Regions from separate parts of the Mus musculus genome. Here regions 1 and 2 are each linked to region 3. Evidence: chromatin contacts called from public promoter capture Hi-C data. All regions are on one chromosome and are shown on one strand. Each heading gives the region's core, a stretch centred on a gene start, on an enhancer-like site or on the middle of the called end of the contact. The rest is flanking DNA. Distances are from core to core; before and after follow the strand shown. Region 1 holds the start of Cbx8 (chromobox 8). Region 2 holds the start of Gaa (glucosidase, alpha, acid). Region 3 holds the start of Snhg16 (small nucleolar RNA host gene 16).

Evidence for each region. Promoter capture Hi-C pulls out the DNA fragments that hold promoters and counts their contacts.
Region 1: a contact with region 3 is called in a promoter capture Hi-C map of liver, with 4 times the contacts expected there. The contact joins the promoter of Cbx8 here to the promoter of Snhg16 in region 3. A contact is called at or near these places in 4 of 39 promoter capture datasets (the C10 cell line, liver and pre-B cells).
Region 2: a contact with region 3 is called in a promoter capture Hi-C map of liver, with 2.8 times the contacts expected there. The contact joins the promoter of Gaa here to the promoter of Snhg16 in region 3. A contact is called at or near these places in 2 of 39 promoter capture datasets (embryonic stem cells and liver).

What each region holds. Positions count from the first base shown.
Region 1 is chr11:119,039,287-119,043,732 of GRCm38.p6, forward strand. Cbx8 (chromobox 8) reads right to left here and starts at 1,627. Exons shown (of 5, transcript NM_013926.1): 1 at 1,496-1,627; 2 at 1,062-1,105; 3 at 808-873; 4 at 646-712; 5 at 1-233. The coding sequence starts at 1,564.
Region 2 is chr11:119,265,872-119,270,309 of GRCm38.p6, forward strand. Gaa (glucosidase, alpha, acid) reads left to right here and starts at 2,092. Exons shown (of 20, transcript NM_008064.4): 1 at 2,092-2,351; 2 at 4,217-4,438. The coding sequence starts at 4,262.
Region 3 is chr11:116,670,121-116,674,222 of GRCm38.p6, forward strand. It overlaps Snhg16 (small nucleolar RNA host gene 16), which reads left to right and starts at 1,540. Exons shown (of 5, transcript NR_027821.1): 1 at 1,540-1,636; 2 at 2,044-2,235; 3 at 2,544-2,618; 4 at 3,818-3,951. Snord1c (small nucleolar RNA, C/D box 1C) reads left to right here and starts at 2,385; the gene lies at 2,385-2,462. It overlaps Snord1b (small nucleolar RNA, C/D box 1B), which reads left to right and starts at 4,027; the gene lies at 4,027-4,102.

The sequences.
Region 1 (4,446 bases), core at 377-2,876, 2.4 Mb after region 3:
TCGTCTACACGGCTGGTACCCCTGTCCCTCTCTCGGTCCCGGTCCCGAGGTGGGTCTGCCCTGCAGGTACTGGTGCTGCTCCCTGGTGGGGGTAGCCCCGTGTTCCGCAGGCCCTCTCGGGCCCTGGAAGTAGACGCCAAATCCTGGGGTGAGCGGCCTGGGTAAGGGATCCGGATGCCTCTGGTAGAGTCACTTCTGAATTCATAGGTTTTGGCCTTTGCCTTGGCCTGGGCCTGCAGAAGGAAGTTGTTGTGAGGAGAAAAAAGCCCCGCCCCCGCCCACCCCACCCCCCCACGACCTCTAGCCTTGACTGCCCAACTTTCCCTGGATGCCTGGGAAATTCTAATTGAGTGGGGAGGTGGGCTCTTAGTAATAGTCTGGGGGAGGGGAATGAGGGTTTGTCTGGAAGAAGCCATTTGCAACCAACAGACTCCTTGTGTAACAGAGGTCTACTTGGGATGGCTGGAGGGGGGGTGGGAATGAAGGCCTTCTGGTGCAGCTAAGTCCTGCCTCTAGAACTCCGTGATGGGGCCTCTGACAGAAGTCCAGATTACAAATACACACAAGGCAAGGGCACCCATTGATTTACAAGCCCTGCAGATCCTCCCTGAACGGCACACTCCACCTCTGGAGATCGCAACATACCTTGAGAAGGAAGGTTTTAGGCTTGGGTCCTCGCTTTTTGGGGCCATAGAGCTCCATCTCCCGTTCCCTAAAGAAAGAAAAGAGAGAGAAGGGGGTGTGTCCTGGCTGCACCGAAGTCAGCGTGTATGGGTTCTAGTGAGTGGCTAGGCTAAGGGTCTGTACCTTTCCTCAAAGGCTGCAAGGAGGCGAGCATCCAGAATATTTTCTTCGGGCTCCCACGTGCTGTACCTAAAGGAAACCAGGAAGAATGGAGCATCAGTCCCTGGAGCAGGAGAGAGAGGACAGAGTGGAGGGCGTGTATGTGTGTGCAACTTTTCCGGCTGCCTTGTGTTGTATTTCAATGTGAAGGGGAAAAGAGGAAGAAAGAACCCTCCTCGATATCAGTGTGGGGTAGCGATTGCATATAACCTACTTACTTCTGCGACCAGCCCTTCCATTTCACGAGATATTCCATGCGTCCCTGCAGATGCAAAAGGGAAAATGCTTGTGTATGTGTGTGCGTGGGGAGAAATGCATGACGAGGACACAAGAAATACACACGAAAATGCATGCACCAAATGAATGCTCCAAACACTACCGCCAAAGGAACCAGTCCACTGCAGCACCCCTGCAGAAACGCTGCACAAAGTGCATGCACCGGCATTCATCCCCCACCCCACCCCCCATCCATGCAATCTGTGCAGGGCTGCAAGTCTAAGGAGAGCGCTGGGGCTGAGCCGCCGCCGCCGCCGCCACGGCCGCGGCCGCTGCTGGGACCTGGGGGAAGGGAGGCTGGGCTGCAGCAAGGGGAGGGAGCCTGGGCCCTGGTGAGGGAGAGTTCGCGTCGCCGCCCGCCTTCCCCTTCACCTACTTTGCGAATGCGCCGCTTCAGGAGGGCTTCGGCCGCGAACACCCGCTCCCCCACCGCCGAGAGCTCCATGTTGACTCGCCGCTTCCCCCCTCAGCCGCTTCCAGGAGCAGAAAAGCAGCAGCCAGCCCTCGACAGCCCATAATACTCTCCCGCTGACGTCAGTTCTCCTCCCTCCCCCGCGCACTCTCCCTCCCTCCACCCCCTCCCAGCGCTTCCTCCCGCCCCACGTGTTGCTAACGACGTTGCTAAAGCCAAGCGTCCTGGGCCCGTTCTGCGGGCGCTGATTGGACTAGCGCCCGGCCACGCCCCTCTCCCCGTCTCCCCTGCGTTGCTACGTGACCCGCGTTCCAATAGCCAGGAGGCGGGGTCTCTGTCCACTCCAGAGACCCAGAGGGAGGGGGAGCGAGCCGTCAGCGGAAGTGACGCCAAGCGGGGCGGGCCCGGCTGCTGTCAGTCTGCACGGCTGGACAGGGGGGCCGCTGCCCTAGGCTCCCGCCCCTGGCCCCCCTGCCTGATTGCCCAGCGTTTCCCCGGGTGCGTGGCTTGCCCCGCCGAGCTATTAGGGCTCCCTGCGTAGGTGCCAGCCAGGCGCTGCCCCTCTGCAGACCCAGGCCCTCCCCACCTGCCCATGCCCTAGCTGGCGCCATCCTGGTCGCCAGCCGCCGTTGATGCACAATGCACAGGTGCTGGGGCGCATCGAGCCGCGCCCGAACCCCCGGACCTACGTCGCTTGCGCCGAACCTACTAATTCCCTGACCCCTCCCTTGCGGCCGCGCACCCTGGGTCTCCATGGCAACGCCCCCTCCTCCCTTCTTCACCAGTCCCATCCAGCTAACAAATCAATGAGCCTGCTCTTGGTCTCCAGTCGCATAGCGCTGCCCGCGTCCACCCTCCGGGTCCTGCGAGCTGGCGTGGGCGCTTCTCCGGGCTCAGAAGCCCAAAGCAGACTGGCACAAGCCAGTGTTTACCGCCTGAATCCATCCTGAAGCGAGACCCTGCAGGAGGGGTCGCGAGCCTCCTCTTCCCACCCTCATTGTCCCCAAGTCTCAGCTGCCCTGCCCCAGCCTCTATTCCTGACCCAGCCTGCAGTTTCCGTCCAATCCACTCCTCAGTCCTGAGAGAAGTCAACCCTGACCACATCTGTCCCGGCCTGGGTGGGTTTAAGGAGCCTATGACCATCGAGGCAGAGCCTAGAGCCTGGCTAGCTCTGGAGGCGCCGCGGCTCTGCTCCAGACCTGGGTGCAGAGCTAGTGCACTTTCTGTCTCGGGCTCTTCTAGACGACGTAAGCGTAAGCGGGGGATTCCCGACAAACATCAGTATGGACTTTGAGGGGTGTGGCGGTATCTAGTGCGGCCTGGAAGAGACACCCCCACCCCCACCCCCGACGCGAAGATGGCAAGTCCCAGGTAGGGGACGAGGGTCGCGCAGAGATGCCTCAGTCCCTTTTACACACCTGAGTACACTCAATGACCTTTTGCTCCTAGGCTCTCTTTCCTCCCCTCGTGGTAACCCCTGTTGAGGCGCGGGGGGGGGGGGGGTTCAACAGCAGCTATCCCCACATTGCCCTTTTACTACCCAAGCTCCAGATCACAGAGCCCGACCTCGGAACACACAATTTATTTAAATCGCGATATCAACTTGGCTGAAAAAAGTTTCCCTTGGCCAAGAAGAGGCTGGGAAAAGGGGAGAGAGAAAAAGAAAAAACGACGAAGCCCGGAAAACAGCGAGCTAAGGAGTCTGTTTCGAAAGGCAGGAAGCCCAGAGCGCAAAGCTGGCCTCGGGTCCAAGGCGCTACACACTGCACGCGCCAGTGCTGGCCTTGGGGCTAGCTCCGAGTTGGGCCCGCTGCGCCGGTACTCCCCAGGCCTCCTCTTGCATCAACAGTCGCAGGTTCCAGTTTTTGGCTTCACTCCTAGACATAGTAAGGTGTGCTCCAGGTGAGGAGTCCTCTCGGTTCTCAACGAACAGCGGATCCAGGATGCCCACATCGCCCCGGCGACCTTCGCCCGCCGCCTTCAAGAGACCGCCGACGGCTGGGTCCTTAATCATAAAAAGTCATTCCTGGTAACAAATAGTTTCGTCGGCCGGTGCCAGCGATACAGCTGTTTCTGTTTAAGCTTAAATACTTTCCAACAGTTTGGGCAGTAAAAATAAAGTCGGTCTCAGCCGCCTATAAGTGTCTGGTTTCCCCGCCCAGAGAAAGCCCACCCTAGCCCTCCGCCCGGGTCGCTCTAGTTGCTCCGCCTGCCCGCGCTTGGAATCTGTTGCCCGCCGCGGGCGTTGGCTGTCGGGCCACCCGGAGCTTAGCGGGGGCCGCGGCTCTGCAAGCCGGCTTCAGGGCCACCTTGAAGCCAGTGGCAGGGAACTGCGTGGAGTGGCTGCTGGTGGTGGTGGTGGTGGGCATCAGCTCTTCCTCTCTTTCTTATCCCTGGGAAGTTTGCCGATCAAGTAAAAGATGGTGGTTTCCCTTCAGCTTGGGTTTTGAGGAGAACTCTGTCCCTAAGTTGTGTGTCTTCATGGACCAGGGGGTTTTGGACGAGGGTCATCAACTGCTGGTTTCAATTTCACCGAAAAAATCCAGCTCTCTTCCACTCCTGCCCCACCATCGTCCTTTCTTTCCTCCCTTCCTTCCTTCCTCCCTTCCTTCCTTCCTTCCTTCCTCCCTTCCTTCTTTCCTTCCTTCCTTTTCTCTTCTTCTGTTCAGTTCCTAAATTTTACTTCTTTGCCCAATTAACTGGAGAAGTTTTACGTAAAGAGAGGCAGTCCCCGCGCTTAGTACTTCTGAAGGAACCGTTAGTTAGTGGTAGTCTCTGCTTTCTAGCTGTATTTTCCTGCCTTTGTGCCTGATGGTAATTCTTCTCTAATAGCTAGCTCAAGACAAGATCAGTGCTTGGGGGCTCTCTGAGTTTCAAAGGCCGGGAGTTCCCGTGGAGCCCATTGCAAAGTTGAA
Region 2 (4,438 bases), core at 842-3,341, 2.6 Mb after region 3:
CACACACACACACACACACACACACACACACCCTGCTCCAACACAAGAGCTCCACTCACCCGCCTACCCCGCCCTGGACACACCCACCGAAACGTGGCCTTCTCCAGTACTTGCTGTTTAGAAATGAAAGCTAGCCTGGAGAGATGGCTCAGTGGTTAAGGGCACTGATTGCTCTTCCAGGTTCCCTGAGTTCAATTCCCAGCAATCACATGGTGGCTCACAACCATCTGTAATGGAATCTGGTGCCCTCTTCTGACGTGCAGGAAGAACACTGTTCATAGTAAATAAATTTTTTTAAAAAAAGAAAGGAGCGACGGAGGGAGGGAGGGGGGGAGGGAGGATGGAAGGAAGGAAGGAAGGAAGGAAGGAAGGAAGGAAGGAAGGAAGGAAGAAAGGAAGGAAGGAAGGAAGGTGAAAGCAGCAGCTGTTTCAGTAGTGCACCTGTAAGCTCTGGCTGGGCTTGTTTTAGAGTTTTCTGATCGTCTGACAGCCCTAGGGAACTAGGCTCAGCCGCCTGTCTCCAGTACCAATTAAAGAGACAACAGTGAACAGCAGAGAAAGGGGGTTTAGTTGGTGTGGCCACTTTGGGAGGTAAAACAGATGGGAATGGAACAAATTGGGGGCGGGGGTGTGTCCTGGTGTGAGCTCTAACTCTGAATAGGGCAGAAGAGCTGTGTAGCCAAGCATGCTTGGTCACGGGACGCTCCTGTCTGTTAGGAGACCTCTGCAGAGCAGGGGTTTCCCTGTCGGACCCCAGAATAGGCACAAGCCACCAGGAACAAAGGTGAAGAACAGCAGCAAATGACTCGGCAGGTGTAAGGGGGGATGGGCGGGCCCAAGACAGGGTCTCTGTGTACCGTTGGCTATCCTGGAACTCACTCTGTATGTACACCAGGCTGTCCTGAAAATCAGAGCTCCACTTGCTTCTGCCTCACAGTGCTGGGATCAAAGGCGTGTGCTGCCATTGTTGGCTGCTGGTGTCATTTTTAAGAAGAGAGAAGGGGCCGGGCGTGGTGGCGCACGCCTTTAATCCCAGCACCCGGGAGGCAGAGGCAGGCGGATTTCTGAGTTCGAGGCCAGCCTGGTCTACACAGAGAAACCCTGTCTCAAAAAACCACACAAAAAAAAAAAAAAAAAAAAAAGAAGAGAGAAGGGGAGGCCTGTGTTAGGATGGGCTAGCATGCGGTGGTAAGGTTTGGTTTGGTGTATTAATTACATGAACCAAAGGGGGCTTCGGATTGCTGGACTTCAATACTTTAACAGCTGGCCCCTGGCAGTCAGCCTTAGGCGGAGGAAGTGGCCAAATAAGGGAAGAGACCTTGATGGCTAGCTTTAGGAATGTAATCTAATGTTTGTTTGTTTTGTTTTGTTTTGTTTTTCTTTAGCAAGGCAGAGGGAATGGGCACAAGGGAAAGATTGCCAGAGCCAAGCTCAGCACATTCAAGCTGGCCAGAGTCCATCCACCTTCCCTCGCTGGCCAGTCCTCTTGGCTCTCATTATCCTGCCTGCACACACTGTGCTCCGACAAGCTGCCAGAGCTGAGGACACCGTCTTCTCAGGCCTTTCTCCTCTCCCAGCATGGGATGGGGAGGGGGGCGTTGAATTTCTTGGTGTACATTGTTTCAAAAGTTTGACAGCCAGAGGCACAAATGCCCCTCCACCCCCCAGTGGTCCCAGCAGTACAGGAGAGTCAGGGCCTTGCACATGGTAGGCCAGTGCTCTACCCCTATCTACATCCGGCCTGCCAACTTTGGTTTTTGAAACAGAGTTTCACCAGGTGTCGTATGCTGGCCTCAAATTGTCAATCTTTCTTGCTGCTGCTTCCCGAGTGCTGGGATCACATGCCTGCACTACTACCCCGGGCTTCTGGCTCAATGTATGACCTGCATCATACTTATATCAAATGCCCCGGATCATTTACTGTTTCACCATCGTAGGTTTTCTGTGCGATCACGTGTTTGACTCTGACTCCAGGTCTGGGCTGGTTTAATCTACTGGAGCTTTTGCAACGCGATGACGTCCTATGGCTGCCATTCCAACACCTGCGCTCACTGTCGCCCTCAGCCACTAGGGGGCGCAGCGATAACACTCACACGGACTCCGCCGCCTACGCAGGAGGTCGTGTGACGAGGTCCGCGCGGACGAGCCCCGCCCACAGACCACGTGACCCACGCTGCCCGCTGAGCCTGGGGGTCTTCGGCCTGGAGGGTGATTGCGCAGGTGAGCTGGGCGAGCTGGTGAAGGCTGTCTCCGGCCCCAGAGCCTCCGGAGGAGCGGCCTCCTCCAGGCAGGCAGGGCCGACTGTCAGCGAGTTCCTGCTTTGGAGAATCGAGCAGAGACACGCGGCATAGGTGAGACCCCCGACCCAGGCAGCCACGGACGGTGACCTTAGTAAGACAGCAGGCTCCGGTAAAGTCCGGGATTCTAGTTCGTGCCCGCAGTACCAGGCGGGCAAAGCTCTGTGTGTATGTGACGCAGGGGGAAACTGAGGCACAGAGAAACCGAGAACCTTCACTTTGACCTCCCGTGTCTGACAGGTTGGATTTGGACACGCCTGTGCCTGGTGACGCAGCGATCCAGCTGCTTTCCAGAAAGCAAGCTTGAGGTCACCAGGTCAGCCGTGGCCTCTGAGTTCAGTTCCTTCCCATGTTTTTTTCTCTAAATTGTGGCTGAGAGAACGGGCCTCAGCTGCCTGCTCCCAGTTTCTGGGACTTTGTTCTAATGCGTGTGTTTCTGAGTTGCGCCCTGCGGCCTCCTTGGAGGGTCCTGGAAAATGCAGATTCCCACCCTGCCCCGCAGAATTTGAGCCTGCGAGTGTCCTTAGATGCTGAATCATGGTCAGTGTCACTTACGTCTGGAAGGGCCAGGTGGAGCTGGGCCTTACTCGGCAGTAAAGACAAAATGGGTCTCTGGTCTTCGAGCCAGATCCACACACTGGATCTTTCTGTGGCTCATTATGGTGGCTCATTATGGCCGCTGGGCACCTGAAAGACCAAGGCGTGATTGGAGGGTAGGAAACTGCAGCCTACGCAAGCACTCCAACTCCCTCAAGATGCTGGAGAATCACTCACCATGGTAACGGATTTCAGTCATGCCTACGTAACCGAAGGCCCACAGAACTGAACAGAGCTGGCTGTGGTCTCCAATGCCAGAAAGCCCAGCGTGTAGGAGATGGTGGCAGGGACCCAAGCCATCCCTGGCTTCATAGCAAGTTAAGGCAAGCCTGGGCTACTGCAGACCCTGTCTCAACATGGCAGCCACGTGGGTTCAGAGACCATCCCAGTTGATCAACACATTTGAGTGTTGGGAGCCTGGGAGCCACTCCCAACCGTTCTCCACCCATTTCTTCATTCTGGCTGTTCTTGAGTTACAGCTTTCAAAACCAACCAACCAGTAAATATAAGTGAAGTGCTTTTCTGAGTTCTGTGAGATAGTCTAGTGAATTGCCAAACTTGGTGCATGGTGTAGGGGTCCTCGGAACCACCATGGTCTATAGGCAGTCCATCAGAGAGGTATGGCGGCAACCTGGGGCTTACTGGCATCTAGGCGTGGCAGAGCCCCAGCCGGGTCATAGTTAACAACCCCCTCCTGGACTGGAAAACTGGGGAGCCACTAGCCGGAGAAAGTCACAGGAATTGTGGGTAAACACTGCCAACCAGAAGCACCCTGACTCACCAATGGCCACAGTTGGTCCCCAAGTGCTAATCAGTATTCACAGCTGCCTCTTCTGCAGCCGGGCCATCTCCTGAGTGTGTCTGGTGACCCTGAGAACCGTCCTCTGTGCTGAGCCCCACCACATGGAGAAGTCACCCCAGCCTTCTACCCAAGCCCCATTTCCAGAAGGCCCACACTCCTGCAGCTAGTGAACCCTGTGGCCCAGTCCTGGGCTCTTCACTCCCAACTTCCTCCCCTTGGGGTAGGACTTGGGTGTGGTGGCTCTTCCACCTTCCCACTCACCCTTTTCTCTTACACAGAAGGCCCTGCGATAAAGTCCTGGCTCCCTCACATCTGTCTGTACCTGTGTTGTGGGCCCATGTCTGCAGAGACACCCTCTGCCTCTGAGGAGTCTCCCATTGTCTCCTGTACCTGGCTTCTGTCTTCCCTTCCGTTGCTCTGGGGAAGATGCTCTGGCTGCCTCCTTCCACCTCCTGGCAGTGTGTGTGGGTGTTGTGTGAGAAACCCCACCCACACTGATACTGGCTCCTCCTCTCCTCAGGCCTTCAGAAGTATTCATGCTGCCCCGAACCAACAGGCTTTCACCATGAATATACGGAAGCCCCTCTGTTCGAACTCCGTGGTTGGGGCCTGCACCCTTATCTCTCTGACTACAGCGGTCATCCTGGGTCATCTCATGCTTCGGGAGTTAATGCTGCTTCCCCAAGACCTTCATGAGTCCTCTTCAGGACTGTGGAAGACGTACCGACCTCACCACCAGGAA
Region 3 (4,102 bases), core at 290-2,789:
ACATGAAAGAACTTAATGTGCCGAGAGAAAATGCATCCTTCCTGTCAGAACTCAACAAAATAGTCTGTCTTCAAGGGTAAGATAGAAAATTCAAGGGCCTGTGTTCTTGCTGAATACATTATTGATTATCTCCTTGGGACATTCTGTGAGAAAGACACAGCCCAACACTAAGCCCAGCACTATGAGGGAATAAAAAAAATATTAAGAGAGTTCCCTCCCCCCAAAAGGACTCACAATTAAATTAAAGGAGAGAAATATACACGGATATGGTCATTAAGAGTGAGTAACAGATTTCCACATTAAAAAGATGATACAGGCTAAATGCTACAGAGTTCCATTTGAGGAGGACTGGAGGACCGGGCGAGGGTTGTGAATAAAAGGCTCTAGATCTTGTAAATTTAAACTAGCTTGTAAATAGGTATAAGTTCTGGCCCTGCCTTGCCATTTTGTCCTATTTAAAAATGAAGTCAAGATGCCCCATGCAAAATGATACTCTAAACGAACGAGGCAGGATCGAAAGACATGGAAAACACGCCCACGATAGAGGAAGAGGGTCCCTCATTCAGGAATCCTGTCAAGTCTCTTGCCAACAGAGAAACAAGAATTCTGGCATAATTACCAACTGCTGAAGGCCCTTTTGCCCTTCCCAGATATTAAACTACAATTTTTCAGCGACCCTCACCAATTACACCACCCCCACCCCCATGCAACCCCTAGCGACTTGTGCCTACAGTTCCATCCAACGCTTCTCTGGGGCCAGCACACTTATTTCACTTACCAAGATAGCAAGAAAGTGGGGAGGGGGTGTCTCCTAGCAACCTTTTAAGATGTAACTCACGAGCTACTAGAATTATACATGGCTAACACAATCAATTGCAACTCTCCTTGAGCCAGTTCCCACCCTGGGTATGCATTCTTCTTGAGCGCTTCTCTTTCTCCTAATCCTCACACTAAACCCCTCTATTAAAATGGTTTTTATCTCCAACTTATACCGGCTAGTCCTCAGCGCCGATTTCATTGTATCTTCCCTGTGAGAACAGTGCCACAGGCAGGCGAATACCTGGGGCTGCTGCTGCTGCTACTGACGGTCGCCCCTGCAGCTCTCGAGTGCCCCCTGCCGCCGGAACCCGCTCTCGCCCCCATCTTAAAAGCTTCTGCCCATTCCCTGGGACTCTCCCTGGACTTCACTAAGGAACTAAGCCAAGTGACATTTCTCCACCCCAGATAAAAATCTGCAGCACAATTAACGAGCCTCAGTTTCCTCAACGGTCCCTGAACCCTCGAACATTCTCCACCTCCCCAGACTTAGCGGGGGACCGCCGAAGTTCACAGTCCAAGCTCCTTACCCCGAACCCTCTGCTGCCCCTGGTGGCTGCCACCATCTTACCCCTTTCTCTTCACTCAATGTGAGGTGAGACGACCCATTCTTGGCAACGGTAGATTTAGAACTACATTTCCCATCAAACCATTCTCGACATCGCGAGAGTTCCGGCGAGACTTGCGGAGGGGAGGGAAAACGGGAAGACTGCGCGCAAGCGCGATCTCGTCCTTTCCGAGGTCCTCTGCCGCGTGTTTGGAAGTTATGGCCGCGCGGGTCTGTGGTGTTCTCCCTGAAAGGCCTAAGCTTTGGGTGATGGTAAGTTGTGGAAAAGGGAAGATGAGGTTTTTCCTACACATACCGTCGACACGCTTGCTCTCTCCGGAGGTGACGTGTCGACGATCAGCCCTTTCCTTTGCTATTGTGGGCCTTAGGAGGTCTGAGATGCTGTCTAAGGAAATGCTCCCCAGACTGCGAGACGTTTGATGCGGACGGGATGAAGCCCTTTTTGGTCTTCGATCTCCCTTCTCTTGGGGCGGGGAGCGGTCTTCTCTCTGTGACCCAAAGCCAGCCATGTGCTCAGCTCTGTCTTCCCTGGGGTCTCCATTGAGGGTGGTGGCCTTAAGTGAACACGAGTGACTCCTGCTAACTACAGATTGTCATGAACGGGATTGAAAACTGAAAGCCGTTAGCTCTAACGCGGCATAACTTCTCCTTCCCCGAAGGCATTGCCTTTTGGCACTCGGGAGACAAGATGCAGGTTCCGTCTCAGAAGTAATGGCTGGATCCCTGAAAGCCAACGGGCTCGGTGTGGTCCACCCGTCAGAAGGCATAGGTAGATGGTGGGCATCTGCCTCAGACATAGTTCTCAAGTTCAGCCAGAAGAATGCGCGTTGAGCCCTCTGCAGCCCGTGTCGGTAAGGGTTCCAAACAAGTCCAGAAGAGGGTCTGTGCCGGTGTAATTTGGGGCTATAGAGTGTCGTTCTGCAACTCAACGTGGTTGCCAGAACCGGATTTCCAAAAATGAGTTGGGTTGGCACTGGGGGGTTTGGGGGGCCTCTTGCTGGTTGAGCTGAGGATGATTTAAGTTATCCCTGTCTGAAATGACACTTTTGTGAAGAGTCATGGTTTACTGAGGCTCGACGTTTTGAGGTCTGTTTTGAGAATGACCACAGTAAGGTTGCTTCTGTTAGAATGAAGTGGGATCTCTTTATTACTCCTTCAGACGGAGGTGTTGTCTCCAGGAAGCATCATGGAAAGGCGTGGTGGTGCACAAGGGCCTTCAGGATGCCTGCGCCTGGTAAGAGCTTCATAGAGTCGCAGGGGTTGTGGTAGCTGGGAAGGGTTGGTTGTTAGGTTTGGGGTGGGGGTGGGGTTAGAGGTTGTTGGGGATTGATTGTCCAGAGGAGGGCGTGGTCCTCCTTACTCAGCACTCTCACAAGCTGCATTTAACATTGGTGAATACAAAATTGTTCCTCACTCAACTGCTAAGTAAACTGACGTTCAGTGAGTGGGTTCTGTTTCTTTTGTATATGCGTGTGCCACTGCATCTATGTGTCTGGTTGACTTGAGTGAGTTTGGTTTCCCCTTTAGCCACCAAGCTGTTTTTTGGCCTAGAAATTGGGTTAAGTAAAGATTTGGGCCTGCTACCTGGGAGTAGCACAGAGCCTTGTCTTCTGTAACACAGAATCACTGGCTTCCAAACCTGGATATCTCTCAGAACACGTAAAAAGTGTTAAAATACACACATTTCCACCCAGGTCAGTGGATGAGACGGGTATGGAGTGGAATTAAGAGTCCTCGAGGTTTGAGCAGGCATGGAGAAACGGTTTGATGACCATTCTCACAGCAAGACCAGAGCACTGGCTATGTTTAAGCACCTCCTGAGATAGGTTTTTTTAATCCTCAGTCTTAACAGACAGCCATATGCTTTTGTACATGTGGGTGGGGAAAGGAGACACTCCTTTGTATAGTGTCACCTCTTAGTGGCAGGTGTGGTAATGGCTGCCCTTCAGTAGGGTCGCTGTAGTGGGTGACCTGTACCATTTTAGGGATTTCACTGATAGTCTACAAAGACTTGCCAAAGACTCTGGCTCAGCTGTAAGGCAGATGCTGCTGGAAGTGACCTTTTTCCAGAGTCTTCCCTTGTAACCTGGATTGGCCTTGCATTTGTTGTGGAACAGGGGTTGGGTTCAAACTCATAATTCTGTCTTGGCTTCCTTCCTGTGAGTCACCTTGTCTTTAAGAGGACAGGAGTGATTAGAGAAATGGCTTAGTGGTTAAGAACATTTGCTGAATCTTTTTTAAAAACTTGTAAAAAGTTCTCGTGCACAAAGGCTGACCTGCTGTGGGAGCTGAGTCCATGATGATATAAAGCTATCTGTCTGGAGGCCTTTCTGTGTGGAGTGTGGATGCCTGAAACTCAGCCTTCCGGGCTTGCCTGGAAGACTCCATGTGAGTTTTTTAGAGTTAACCTTGTGTGTGTTTCCTTACTGATAGGTGACGGCTGCGCCTCAGGTTCTGGGCCTGACTCGGAAGGGTGCCTGTGAGCAGAAGAGCTGGCACGCGCAGCTCAGTGGACCATCAGTGCCAACCCGTCCTGTACCCTGGCTGAGGGGTGTGCTAAGTGGCAGGCAAGTTTCAGCAGGATTTTTTCGTTTCTTCGCTAGGTTTGTAGCTCTCTTGTGACAGACAAGCGATTGTCACTGGTTGAGCTGAGGATGATTTAAGTTATCCCTGTCTGAAATGACACTTTCTGAAGAGTCATGGTTTACTGAGGCTCGA